Linked DNA regions of Mus musculus: region 2 is linked to region 1. Evidence: chromatin contacts called from public HiChIP or PLAC-seq data. All regions are on one chromosome and are shown on one strand. The core of a region is the stretch at or near the end of the contact, and the rest is flanking DNA. Distances in the headings are between cores, read along the strand shown. Region 1 overlaps Klhl2 (kelch-like 2, Mayven). Region 2 overlaps Marchf1 (membrane associated ring-CH-type finger 1).

The links. HiChIP or PLAC-seq counts read pairs in DNA pulled down with a chosen protein or histone mark.
Region 2: a contact with region 1 is called in an H3K27ac HiChIP or PLAC-seq map of acute myeloid leukemia, with 7 times the contacts expected there. The contact joins two enhancer-like sites. A contact is called at or near these places in 2 of 39 promoter capture datasets (the C10 cell line and neutrophils) and 3 of 115 datasets of contacts at active chromatin or transcription factors (acute myeloid leukemia, large pre-B cells and stem cell-derived neural progenitor cells).

Annotation. Positions count from the first base shown.
Region 1 is chr8:64,829,151-64,836,130 of GRCm38.p6, forward strand. Klhl2 (kelch-like 2, Mayven) reads right to left here. Exons shown (of 15, transcript NM_178633.3): 2 at 5,293-5,418. Among named protein-coding and RNA genes, the nearest start is that of Klhl2, 17 kb to the right of the region's middle. Within about 2 kb of position 2,976, at least 67 of the 459 cell types and tissues checked have an H3K27ac peak or open chromatin away from gene starts, as enhancers often do. A contact at or near this core is called in acute myeloid leukemia, where this site is marked.
Region 2 is chr8:66,387,259-66,394,238 of GRCm38.p6, forward strand. All of the region lies in intron 6 of Marchf1 (membrane associated ring-CH-type finger 1), which reads left to right. Among named protein-coding and RNA genes, the nearest start is that of Tma16, 96 kb to the right of the region's middle. Within about 2 kb of position 4,508, at least 37 of the 459 cell types and tissues checked have an H3K27ac peak or open chromatin away from gene starts, as enhancers often do. A contact at or near this core is called in acute myeloid leukemia, where this site is marked.

The sequences.
Region 1 (6,980 bases), core at 1,726-4,225:
GGAAGAGCCCACACTACATACACAGGACACCTTGCTACAAGATGGCACTGCAACCCTGTAATCCTAGCACTTGGAAAACTGAGGCAGGAGTTTCCAGACTAGCACAGCAAAACTCTGTCTTTATAGGGAGTTGGGGGTAACTAGAGAGATGGCTCAGCAGTTAAGAGTACCTATTGGCTTACTGCTAGCTACTATAATAGATATGGATTCTATCCCAAATATCACATCAAACACTCACAACTGTCTGTTACCTTCAGTTCCAAAAATCTAACGCCCTCTTCTGGCCCCCACGGGCACTGCCACACATGCAGTGCACATAAATCCACACAGGCACACATGCAAATCCATAATAAAGCAAACAAAGGAATCTGTGTGTCGGAGAGATGGCGTAACAGTGAGATGGCGTAACAGCTGAGACTGAACGGAAAGAGGCTGGGTGGGGTGAGACTCTGACGTCTGGTTTTGAGGCTACCCAGGGCAAACTGAGGTGGGGCAGTGGGTACTCCATGCCTCTCGGGGTTGCAGCATCTCGGGGAGAAGGAGGAGAGAAGGTTGTTTTAGTGAAGTCATTTTAAACTGTCCCTTCTCCACATTCTAGAAGAGTTTAATGATCCTCTCCCTGCTCAATAAAGACCATTAAAAAGAAATCAACCACCAGTGCTTATGAGACCCTGCAGACTACTGCTGGTTAACTCTGCTCATACTCCAGGCTGTCTCTCAATCCTTCTTGCATAAATACATCTGGAAGGACTGAAGGGCTTCCTGTCCTTCAAGGAAGATCTTGTATTCCACTGTAGTGCACAAAACTAAAAGGTCCTGACAGCGTTCTTCCATATCAAACATACTGGCACGGAAACAGTCACGCCCTATGTGATTCTTCTAAAATCTCTTTTAAAAATCCTGACACAAAGGGATCAAAACCAAGGCAGCCTTGCCTGAGTTCACTGTTCAAGCCACTTGCCCTGACCTCTAAGTAACCAAGTATGAACAGCCACACAGGACAGATAACAGAATCCCAGGGGGAAACTGGGTTCCCCCTCTGTCAATCCTTGGGTACAGTGGGGGATGGGAGTGACACTCATTCCTTTAAGGGAAAGATTGCAGTTTTTTGTTCTTGTACAATGTAAAAACCACTACTACTAGTGAAAAACAGAGTATGTATGGATTATATAAGACATACAGGTGAATCACAGTTCATTCTTACAGAACGTTCTTGGCCCCTAGATTTAATTTAAGGGCCAAAAATTACATTCCTTCTAATAAAACTAAGACACTGCCCACCGCCCACACCCTCGGTAAGAACTGCAGCAACAAGCTCAGATAGAATCACATAGCCTAGAAACCAGCAGTGTTTCTTTAATTTCTCTGAAGATAAAATGCTGCCCCTTTTTTGCTACCGTTTTTTAATGTCCACACAGCTGGCCATCTAAGTTTCTCACTAACAGTTCTGAGAGCTGGGTATGCTGGGGCCTGCTTGTAAGTCCAGTACTTGGAAGGTGCAGGCAGGAGGCTAAACAGATCACCATTATCCTTAGCTATGTCATTTCAAGGAGACCACAGGTACATTAAGACCTACTCAACCCTGGAAAAAACAAAAAAACAAAAAAACAAAAAAACAAAAAAAAAAAGCTGGGCAGGAACAGTGGCCTTAATGCCAGCACTTGGGAACTTGGGAGGTAGAGGCAGCGGCTTGGCTGAGATAGAGGCCAGCCTGATCATAATAGATACAAAGTGAGACCCTGAATCAAAATTTTAAAAAAGGTACCTGTGATGTTCCCTGCTTCTTCATCCCCTCCTGCGCTCATCCCTGTGTAGCACATAGTAAACATGAGTCTAAAAAGTACACTGTTCAGGTAAGTTTTGCCTTGAAAAGATACTGAGAGAAAACGCTGAGCCAGTTCGCAGAGTGGGGAGTTAATGCTCCATTGTTTGATTCTGACACACTCTCGTTTTAAACTAACCCCCTCCCACTGGAAAAAGTGAAGTTCAACTACCAGAGAGTCAGTGCTGTACGAGAGCCAGCCCCCAAATCCCTCGTGTCACCCTGCCACTTGGATTCTCAGAAACTATAGGTGAATAACACTGCGCAGAAGACTCGGTCAAACCCACACAGTCTTCTAGCCTAGAAGGATGCTGTCCTTCTGACTTCGCACCCCATCTACACAGTGCCAGCACAGAGCCTTACCTCATCTTAGGTCCGTCCTTTCCCAGCTGTGCAACTAAGTTAAACCAGAAAAGACAGCTGTGTGTGAATCCTGGGACTCGGGAGAGAGGGATTTATTTGGGTAACAGTTTGAGAGTCCAGTCCGTCGTACTGGAACAGAATGATGGTAAGGGCTTATTCATATCTGGGTAGGTCAGGCTGCAGAGAGAAGGGATACTGGCACGCAGAGGGCTTTTTCCAGGACCACGGTCCGTGGAATGGTGTTGCCCACATCAGGATGTGTGGTCCGTCTTCAGATAAACCTCTCTCACAGCACTCCTGCCCTCCTACCTCTAACTGGGGATAGACGTGTGGGCAACCATACCTTACAAAGTGATTCATGAAAGGGTCTTTGTTTTCACCAGCAAAATAAAAATTCACCAAAGCCATCCTTAGTGCACAGCTGTGAGGCCCCCTTACTCCGCCTCCCACCACTGCCACATTAAGACTTAGAGCCACAGGGTTAGCGGCCAATGGATGCCAAGCACAGTAGTGAGAACAGGGAAGTTCTCCCTTCCCAGAAGTCAGGAAGCCACCCTGGGCTACCCTTTTCTGGCAATAGGAAGCTGATGCAAGGACAGGAAGTAATTAGTGACTTTCAGCTGTACAATAAAAAAAGCTTCAAGTTTTGTTTGTGTTTTTAAAAGAATTATACAAAAGGTAAGAAATAAAGGTGACTTTTTTTTTGAGACTCAGACTCACTACGCAGCCCTAGTATTCACTACGTAGACCTTAACCTCAGACGTCCTCCTGCCTCCGACCTCTACCCAGTATAGGTATTAAATCATGCAGTGTCACACTGCTCGAAAAACGGCATTTCCAAAACACAAGTCTGTCTTCTTGCTTCTCAGCCTTGTCTACTTCCTTTTATTCTTCGGAATAAAAGCCTTAATCTGCTTTATCCACAGTCATCCGTTTCCCAGCTGTGAAGTCAATTCACTCCGTGTTGGTGTATACACGCATGTGCACTGGTGTATGTGCCTGCCTGTGCCCGTATGTGCAAATGTATGGAGGCCAAAGGCTGATCTTGAGCCTCTTCCTCGGTTGCTCTCCCTTACGTTTCAGACTGGGTCTCTCAGTGGAGCTTGGTGGCTGGCTAGACTTGGCCCGGGAGCCCTAGGGATGCTCCTGTCTCTGCCTCCTGTCTCCCTGAGAAGACAGACCTGTGCTAGTGCTCCAGGCTACTGCTGTGCGTTCTGAGGTTCCAAATGCAGGTCCTCCTTCCTGCACAGTAAGCACATTACCCACTGAGCCAGCCTGACAGTACATTTTAAAAATACTACCGGCTAGTGACATCGTTAGAGCAAGCCTGGTTTCGGAGCAGCAGCCACCTGCAACTACTCTCAAAGCTCTCCTTTGTTTGACGATCAGCATGAACCACTGGCCGGTGACTCTGGCTCATGAAGTAGTGCAACACAGTGAACAGCCGTGTAGCCCACACCAGGTTGGGGATGGCCAGGGCTAAACAATCCTGGGATGAAACAGAGACTCAAAGTCAAGTATGGCTCAAAATGCAGTCATTTGCCTCAGGGGAAGGAGCCGTCGGTATTGCGTTCCTATGGTGTAATGAATCGTTCCTATGGTGTAATGAATCGTGTCCAGGTCAATCAGAGACCAAGGTAAAATACGGAAGCCAAAGCTATAGTGCCCAACAGGAGCAAGGGGGAGGGGGTGGGGGTGGAGGAGGGGGAGTGGTGGGTGGGGGAGGGGTGGGGGAGGAGTGCCTGCTAAAAGCCAGTTGGTTTGGCTTTGCATGTCTGACGCCCAAAAAGGTTGAAAGCCGGCCTTTTATGTTAGTGCTGGGAACAAAACCTGGGTCTTCTGCAAGAGCATCCAGAGCTTTTAACTGCTGAGCAATCTCTCCAGACCCTATTTAATCAGCTTTTAGTGTCACCCTTATCCCCAAAGCTTTTTTTTTTTTTTTTAGTTTTTCGAGACAGGGTTTCTCTGTGCATCCCTGGCTGTCCTGGAACTCACTTTGTAGACCAGGCTGGCCTCGAACTCAGAAATTCACCTGCCTCTGCCTCCTGAGTGCTGGGATTAAAGGCGTGCGTCCCCAAAGCTTTTAAACCAGATCTCTTTATATAGTCGACGCTGGCCTGAACGTGAGCTCTTCCGGCCTCAGCCTGTTGAGTGCTAGGACTTCAAGTGTGTCACAGGAAGGCTCAGTGTGTGACAATGACCCTTAACATGCATGAGAATCACCTTAGCAACAGGCAGGTACTGTCCCCAACAACCACAAATGTCACCACCAAAACAAGTTACATGTTTCCCTGTCTAAAAGTATCTCTCCGCATTCTTTATGGCTGGAATTAGAAGCCTGTCCTCGGCATTAATGAATGGAAATACAATGCAAGTAACGATTTTTCAGTAGTCACATTGAAAAGTTAAAAATAAACAAGATTAATTTCAATACAATATTCCATTTAAATCCCTGAGTCCCCAGGCTCAGAGGATAAAAGCATTTGCCATCAAAGCTGAAGACGTGAGTTCAAATACCCGAACATAGTGGTAGAAGAGAAGTGATTCCCACAGGCTTTCCTTAACTGTCACATGTGCCCACACATGTACACCGTGTGCGTGTCACACATAACACACATACACATACACACACACACAAATGAACAAATGAATAGGCAGAATATCTGATATGTTTAACATACAATCTGTATGTTTTAGATTAAAAACCTATTTTATTAGCAGAAGCACAGTGGTAGAACACGCCTGTCATCCAGTACTTGGACAGCAAAGGGAGGGTCAGGAGTTCAAGGTCATCCTCACCCAGGAATACACAGGACCTTCTCTCAAAGGAAAGAAAGAGAAATGAACGACGTCCCTGGAAAGCCACAGTAGACTTTTCTTAGAGAAAGCCTGAACTCACTCGCCGGGCTTGACCAGCCGCTGCTGGACGGAGGAGCTCTCTAGCACCTGCGCTTCGCTTCTGATGGCCTCGCTTCTCCTAAAAACCTCGCAGAAAAGCTTTTGATGTTCCCTGTGTTCGAGCAACAATGGGGGAGGGGAGGGGCCCCTATGGACAAAGAGAAATAAAAGGAAGACTAATGGGTGCGTGTGCATTAGAGTGACGTTACCTTCTGAGTTCGTTCATGACTTTAAAGGCTTTCTTCATGTGCCAGGGGTTCACCGTCAGTGGGCAATGTTTCTCAGGATTCTCGTCTTTTGAATCGAGGGGCTTCTGATGACCCTGCTTTGTGCATCTGTACACAGAGAAAAGAACAAAAAGGGAAGACAACGCTCTCATTAAAGGATAATTCAGTTCCGGCTTGTCAAGCTACAGACCAACCGAATGCCTGCCACCCTCCCCCGCTCATTTAGAAGGCGGCAGTCCTCCAAGCGAGAGTAAGATGCAACTCAACTCGGAGCACTTTCCTACAGACACTGTGGTTTCTACAAAAAAAAAAAAAAAAAAAAAAGTGGGTAATTATCTCCCTGGTGTCAAAGACCTGTCAAATATAAACGATGAAGATTCAGGGAAAATGGCTTAACAGAGCGAGCTCTCTAAATAATAAAGATGCTGCAAAAGATCTCTGCTGGAAATCAACTTGCTTTTATAATCAAAGTACAGTCATACCCATGCATACATGTTATACAGAGCGGGGAGGGGAGAGAGGGGGAGAGGGAGGGTGTTTGTTTGCAAACTACTTTAAGCAAACTTCAGATGCAGAACCTGATTTAAACATGCTCTCTTTGCAAAGATACTCAGCCCATGGATTTTGGGCCTACACTAGAAAGAGATTCATCATATTAACTGAAGTTCAGGACACACAGCGGCAGCTTCTGCAGATAATGGTACGCTCTCATTATTTATAATTGTCACAACAACTCTGTAAGCTAATTACCATAATTAGCCCATTTCACAGATGAAGAGACTGAGGTGGGAAGGAGGCAATGAGTGGCACATTGCGTATCAAGGCACAGCCGACCTGACTGCTCTCTACCACTTCCAGCGTCAAAGAGGTTAACCATGTTCAGATGGACCATTTTTCTTTTTTTTTTTTTTTTTAAAGAAAAGCTTTGTTTTCTTTTTATGGATATGAATATATATCTGTATGTTGGGGGGCAGTCCATGGAAGCAAGAAGAGGGCATTGCCTCTTCTCTAGAGTCACTGAGAGTTGTCAGCCACCAGGATAGGGACTGGGAACCCAACTCCAGTCCTCTGCCAGGGCAGCACACACTCTTAGCTGCTGAGCCAAGTCTCCAGCCCCTATACTTATGGTGTTTAAGAACACAAGACTTTAAGTATTGGATATGAACTGTTCCTTTGAGAGGTGGAGGCATAGAATTTGTCAGAATTAGGAATGTGATGTGAGAGCCAAGAACTGCTAACTATATGGACGCAAGGGGAATTTGCAAAGTGACACATGCATAACTCAGGACATTTACTACAAATCATTGGATTACATGTATTTTACAGAATATAAATTATACTTCAAAAAATGGGGTCCAAAAAAAAAAAAAAAAACGGGCTGGAGAGACAGCTTGGAGTTTAAGAGCACATGTTGTTCTTGCAGAGGGCGTGAGTTCAGGTCCCAGAACACACATACTGGTTCTTAAACAGCTGTAACTTCAGTTCCAGGGGATCTGACACCCTCTTCCGTCACCGTCCCTAGGCACCAGGCATGCATATGGTACACACATACACATAAAAAATAAATCAGCTTTTAAAAACCAAGGCACCACAGTAAGTCTCCTGAGATCCACACACATATGTGATACAAAGAACAGCAGCAAGCGTCCTGCACACAGATCTGATCTTCT
Region 2 (6,980 bases), core at 3,258-5,757, 1.6 Mb after region 1:
AGTCATAAGGTACCAAGAATGCAGTCATCCACCGCCAAGGGGGTCCTTGGTGGAGAGGACACCTGCAGAGAGCCACTCAGGGAGTAAAGGCAAATACTGCCACAGAGATCCTCAGCTCTTGCATACACTTAATCAAAAAGAAACAATCAAGAAAAGATTTTCAGAAACTGATTTCAATACTGAAATCCTGGCAGCTGTAGAAAGGGACGAGTGTGGGGAAGACACAGGGCTCCAGCTGAATACCTCTACCCAGAAGCCTCCTGCTGCCTATGATGATGGCTCTGATAATTTCGAAGTGTGCAGGTCAGTAGCTGTAGTGAAAGACTGGACGCAACCCAATTATAAGTCTTCTGGATGGGAGCTCAGTATGTGTTTGTGACCTTCCCTCAAAACATGACATTCATTTGTAGTGTTATAGGTTAGATGTAAAGTGATAACACTAAAAACAGAAGACTATGAGAAAAATCCATAGGTACAAAAACATGGGATTGGGTTTTTTATCTTCGCTTTAATATAGGACTTATCCTGGAATAGAAATGGGCAAAGCAGATGATTTTTGTACTTATTTTACCTAAAACCACAATTGCAGAGGCAGTAGGAGTGAGGCTTTGTGGAAATGTTCAGTATAAATATAGCCAAATTTCTGCAGCCTGACAAAGATAGTCAAGCTAAAGGTTCTTAAAGGTCAGCCTTTTGCATCAGAAAAATCTTCTGTGTTGTTGGCTCCAGTTTGCTCTTCAGTTGTCTGACTCAGCAGGGTAACTAAAGACCCAGAGGACAGGGACACAAGTCCTGGGCTTGTTGGATGACTACCAGATACTCTAGGGAAGGAGAGCTTCATTCATTTTACCAGTAATCACCTACTGGTAATTTCTAACCATGTGTACATTTCTTAGCAATAAGATCATTTTGTTCTGTTTGTTCGTTTGTTCTGTTTGATTTCAAAGCATATGATTTTTAAAGATAACTTAATGTTAATGTGGGCTTTCTATCATTGTAGATATGAGTGAGGCAAATTTTAAATATTCATATGCTACTAAATCATTTCAACTGAACTCTGAGACCAAGTAAATATTTCCACTGCATACTGTTCATTTTGCTTTGATTTTATAAAAGCTGAAATTATTTAATAAAAATCTACTGTGTGCATGCATGTAAATCATATGAACTAGAGGTTGTAGTCCATATGTACTCAGACCAGAACAAGAAAAAATAAGGTCTACATGTGAATAACATGGCAACTTGTTCTCTCAAAGCTGTATCAGACAATTACTCATAAAATGTTCATTTGTTCCTGCATTGAGGCACAGTATGCTCTGGACTGTATTCTGAGCATTGAACATATACAGTGCATGGCATTTTTATAGTTTCTGATGTGGTAGCACTTCGAGTTGGGTGAAGAACACAGACACAGCAATTATTTCACCGTTAGTATGGATTTACGACCACAATAGAGGGTTTAGAGATACATGACTCAAGGGCTCAAATTACTTTAGAAATCAGAGGTTAATTCAAAGTACAAATAGGAGTTGATGGAAGAAAGAAGGAGGAAGCTGATGCTGCAGAGAATACTGGTCACAGGCAGCCAAGAGGAGAGAGGAACAAGACAGGAGTGTGACAGTCCAGGGAACCGAGAGCCAGGATGTGGTGAGTGAGGGGAGTGGATGGTAGAGATTCAGAAGAAGAAGTGGGATGGACCAGAATTGTCAAGGCCTTAAAATATGCTAGGAAGTTTTAAGGGTTTAGAAGCAAAGCAACAGACTAGGGAAATGGTTCAGTGGGCAGAGATCCCATGGCAAAAGCATGAGGATCTGAATTCAAATCCACAGCATGCTTAAAACTCCAGGTGCAGTAGCATACACTTATAGTCTCAGCACTGAGGAGTAAAAGGCAGGTGGATGCTTAGGAAGGTCCCTAGACGAGACCAGGAAGCCCTGGTCAGCGATTCTAGCCAAATCAGTGAAATCTTGGTACACTTAGAGATCCTGTCTCAAAACACAGGTAAAAGGCCAGCAAAAATGGTTTTGTGTATAAGGGTGCTTGCCACCAAATCTAAAATCATGAGTTCAGTAACCAAGATGCACAATATGGACATTATGGAATGACAGAACCAATTCTCCTAAATTGTCTTCTGATTCCCACAAACACAAAAAATGGAAAGCATATACCTACACATGCACATGTGAACACACACACACACATATACACACATGCACACATAAATAAATAAATAAATAAATAAATAAATAAATAAATAAATAAATAAATAAATGCCAGGAAATGCAATAATTATTTTTAATAATAATAATAATCAACTGGAGGCAACTGGGAAAGAAACTAGGTGTTGGCCTCTGGCTCCACTTCATACATACATGTGTGATGTACATATAAAACACACACACACACACACACCCCATACAAGAAAAGTGGAATTATGTGATTTTATACAGCAATGTGTGCTTCACATAATTCTTTGAATGTGATGACCATGTGTCTTTGCTGAAAGCTTACACTATTTCTTATCTAATGTCCAGCTTAAAACTCCTTTTGACAGTTCCCAAATCTACTTCTAATATTATTTAATAAATGACACTCATAGATGCTAACTTACTGGCAAGTGGAGTGGGGGAAAGTAATATTTGCATCTAAAGCCAGAGTGGCAGGTTCTCCTTTATAAGTACTTCTTTAGGGGAACACTTCCAGTGATAAGTAATTTACTTAACTTAGACTTCTACATGTGACAATAAGCCCAAAGGACCTATAGATATTGTTTTCTGCTGTGTGCTGCCATCAAAATAACCAACTGCTCTAGACAGCATACAATAATGGCTGAGGACCAAAAGTGTCAAGAGACGTGACGTTTCCTATAACTAGTCTGTTGTCTAAGTGGGAGACATTGAATAAATAACCAAAAAGCAGAAGTTTAAGAGAACAAAGGCTAATTTTAAGTAGAGGAATGCTGCAGGATTTGGAGAAAAATAAAATATCATCCTGATCTAATATGATGCAGAAATCCCTTTAGATGAGCTGGAACTAAAGCCAGACAAAGTGAACTTCAGATAGACAGAGGTGCATGGATGTAATTTCAGACATTCAAGTTGATACAAATACCATTAGGTCAGACAGAGCTGAGGAACCAACATTGTTCACTGATGTTCCTTTGAATTTCTATGGGTAGATTTGAAGAATAATAAGGGCTAAGACAAATTTCAAAGCATTTTTAATAAAATACAGAGTCTATCCAAGTTGTTTTGCTCTGTTCTATAGATCTCTGCTTTCCAACAGCCTCCATGAACTTCTTAAGTTCTTTTAGCCTATCTTCAGCCAGAAATAGTTCATCGTTGGTTTTCTCATATCCCATGGGAATTTTCATGATATTCTTCTAAAGAATAAAAATATTCCAATGCAAAAATATATGCAGGAAGTATTTTTGCTAAATAAAATTGGCTAGAAGAGTGACAAACAAGTCACTATAACCCTGTTCTGTACTGTTAACAGGAAATGGTGTATAGAATTACTCTACTGAAAGCTACAGTGATAAAGGTTAGTGGAAGTGAGTAGGAAGGACATGGTGGTAGCCCACTAAGTAACTAGGAAGCACCTTAATTGTTAGGTCTAGTGAGAGCATAAGACAAAGTTGTTGACGGCCATGGTACCCTGGAGAACCTGAGAAATGTGAGATACTGGTATTTATAAATGTAAGAGACATTAGAGGCCAGTTGACTTGAGAACGGTGTGATGAGTTACATTATAAGCAAGCCATTTGTGATTCCAAATGTGCTCCAGTGTAGATTTTCCATCAGTCAGTCAGTCCTGGACACATGCACAGAATAGAATCACTAAATGGACTCAACAAGTCGTATACATATGTGTGCCTGTCTATGTATGTTACTACTATTACTACTACTACTACTAATAATAATAATAATAATAATAATAATAATAATAATAATAATAAAAGAAAATATGAAAAATTTTAGAGAGGATGTCACTAGAGGATTTGGGAGGAAAGATGGAGTAATCTAGATGGAGTTCTATGTATAAAACTCTCAAAACATACTATATGCAAAATAATAATAGGCATGCTGTTGAAACACAGCACAGTTGGAGCTGATGATAATTTTTCAGTGATTGGTGAGCTATACACTATAAAATCAAACAACTATGTACCTATAAGTCACATAGGTTGATGTGATATACTGACAAGAGAAAATAATGGTTGGCAAACATGAAAAATGTCCTCAAGGTCAGAGAGGACAGAAGGATTTGGGGATCATTTTGAGGGGAATGTAGGAGGCCTAAACAAGAAAATTAAATTTCTACAAGAAACACTGTAGGAGAAATGCTTCCAGATTGATCACAGACACCATGATCCCCTGCGCAGGGAGGAAGACAATGGTGAGAGAAGCAGCAAATGCCTGTGAACTTGTAGTTCTGTTGCTTCAGACATGCAAAGGCAGATCTTACTTTAGTCACAACCACGAAGAAGAAGCAACCCCTGAGCCCTTCCTCCTTTTCTGTTCCTGGCATTTGGCCCACATGTGGACACCATATCCTCTTTCCCATACTTGTCTCAGTCTTATTCTGAACACGTATTGCTATTAGCCAATTACCATTTGGAAATTAAATCGCCGTGTGGTTATGTGTATGGCTCAAAAGTTGCCTTACAGGAAAATCACATCTAAAAGTAAAAGATCAGAACATGTTGGCCTTTTGTTGGAGTTTTCAGTGGTTTGTACTCTCAGTGGGAAGTGCAGAATCTTTAATATGATTTCTAAGTCCTCACATGATCTCTGTGTGAGACTTGCCTCTGCAGTTTTGGTATGCACCATTAACTATGACCTACCTGTGCTGATATGTTTCTCATTCCCTGAAAGCATCTAGGGTTTTTCTTTACATGGCCCCCTATGACCCTCACTAGACTGATTGCTAGTCACTGTTTCTCAGTTTAAAAAGCCATTTCTCCCATTATACTCAACTCCTAACTAATGCTCAAGACCTCTCAGTTCCATGACATATTTTATTTTAATTCATTTTTAGAAATAACTGTACTCTGTTCACATTTATTTCCCTCCACACATACTAGTCTTTCTCATTGTCTTTAATCTCTTATCACTTTCAATGGTTTCCTTCTTCATCCCAAATAATGCCTTCTCTGCCTTACTCATACACATATACATATGTACATGTATTGCTAAATTTAGAATGCACGTGAGAGAATACACACAGCATAGTTTTCAATGGTAAAATGCAGCTATTTTGTGATTAACTGCAATCTTTTTTTGCTAACATTTGCAAAGCATTTGTACCTTGGAGATACAACAAACTTCTCAGCATATTTTTTTTTTAATTTAAGGAAAATATCCTTTTTAAGCCATTGATGTTGATTATGTGAAGTCATAGTATCCAGTTCTGGGTAAGCTTGCCACTAAAAAAATCTACCTATGAAGGATTCTTGAGTCTTGTGGTTCTAAGACCTTAACATGAATCTACAACTACTAGAGAGTTTATTTAAACATAGATCACTGGTTATTTCTAGAGTCTTCTGTACTCTGGTATTAAGACCTTGAATTTACATTTCTGGTATAGTCACAGATGATACTGATGCTTTAGACTAAAAATCATGTCTTAAGAACCATAGTTGTATGTCATAGGTCTCTCATGGTTTAGATGGGAAGAAAGTGGAAGACAGGGAAGCAAAAGATGAGTTAGGAAAGCTGTTAGACATTTGTGGTACATCATAACTCAGTTTCTTTCTTGTTCACAATCATAGGCTGATACAGTTGAGCCATTACCAGAAACCCAATCATCCTGGTTAGGCTGCTGCTTCCATTTCAAAGCCACTTCCTCAACTCAGTCAACCCCAATTCCTTCTGTGAGCCCACAGCTTCCTGAATCCTGTTTCTGACTCTTGTTTCATCTATGTAGGATGTATTCATTCTACAACTAGTCACTTCATTTCATTCCCTACATATTGCTTCTGTTCCAGGACATATTTCTCAAGTCTACTGCTCCATTCAAGTCCTTTTTATTTACCTTTCTCAGTTCTAGGGGCCAAACCTAGGGACCTATACACATTAGAAAGCTACATTATCATGTTGCCCCTATCAGGCTTTCCCTACCCACAAGCGATAAATACTAATTTATAGTAAGTAGAAGTAGAAAAGAAAGCATTAATGTGGGCATGAGTGCAGATGTCTATAACATTTAATAAGCTGAGACAGGATGATCATGATTCAATAACATCCTGGTATACATATAAAAGCCTTGTCTCAAAACTCGAAAGGAAGAAAATAGTGTGTTAAATGAAGAAATACTGAATCCAGGTATCCAGATAGCTTCAGGGACTTCAAACACTCAAACAATGTAGCTGTTTTCTTGCCTGTATGTTGACATTTCTTTCTAGAGACAGTTTTCATGTTCATTGAAAAGGAGAAAGTTGGCATAGAGGGAGACAACTTCAGATCATTAGCAGTGGTCTGAAAGAGAAAGGATATGTTCCCAACTTCTTGAAAATAAATCTGATGTAAGGAATATAATCAGCTTGGCCTAGGTCTCATGTATCCAAAAGTCAGTCACAATAGGGATATAGAGTATAAAGCCCTGGAATGAAAAGCTATATTTAAAATGGAGCTAAGAGCAACTCTCTGGGATACTATTGATCAACAAAAGGATATTTAAACAGGAAAAAATAACAGTATGAATAGCAGAAGTGGAGGAAAATTATGATAAAAGAGAAAAAACAAACTAGAAGAATAGGATAGTGCTCAGTTTCACCATCATTAAGTGTGGTTTTTCCTTTTCTTTATTGTCTTCTCCAAATGCTTACAGTTAGACATGCTTCAATTATCACCTCATTTATTCTACTCTCTGAAGCCTTTCCAAGATAGCATGGCCCACAACGATTTTTGCTTTCTTGCAATTCCTATAGTAAGCATCGCATACCTAGTACTCAATTAACCTAATTCCATGTGCATTTA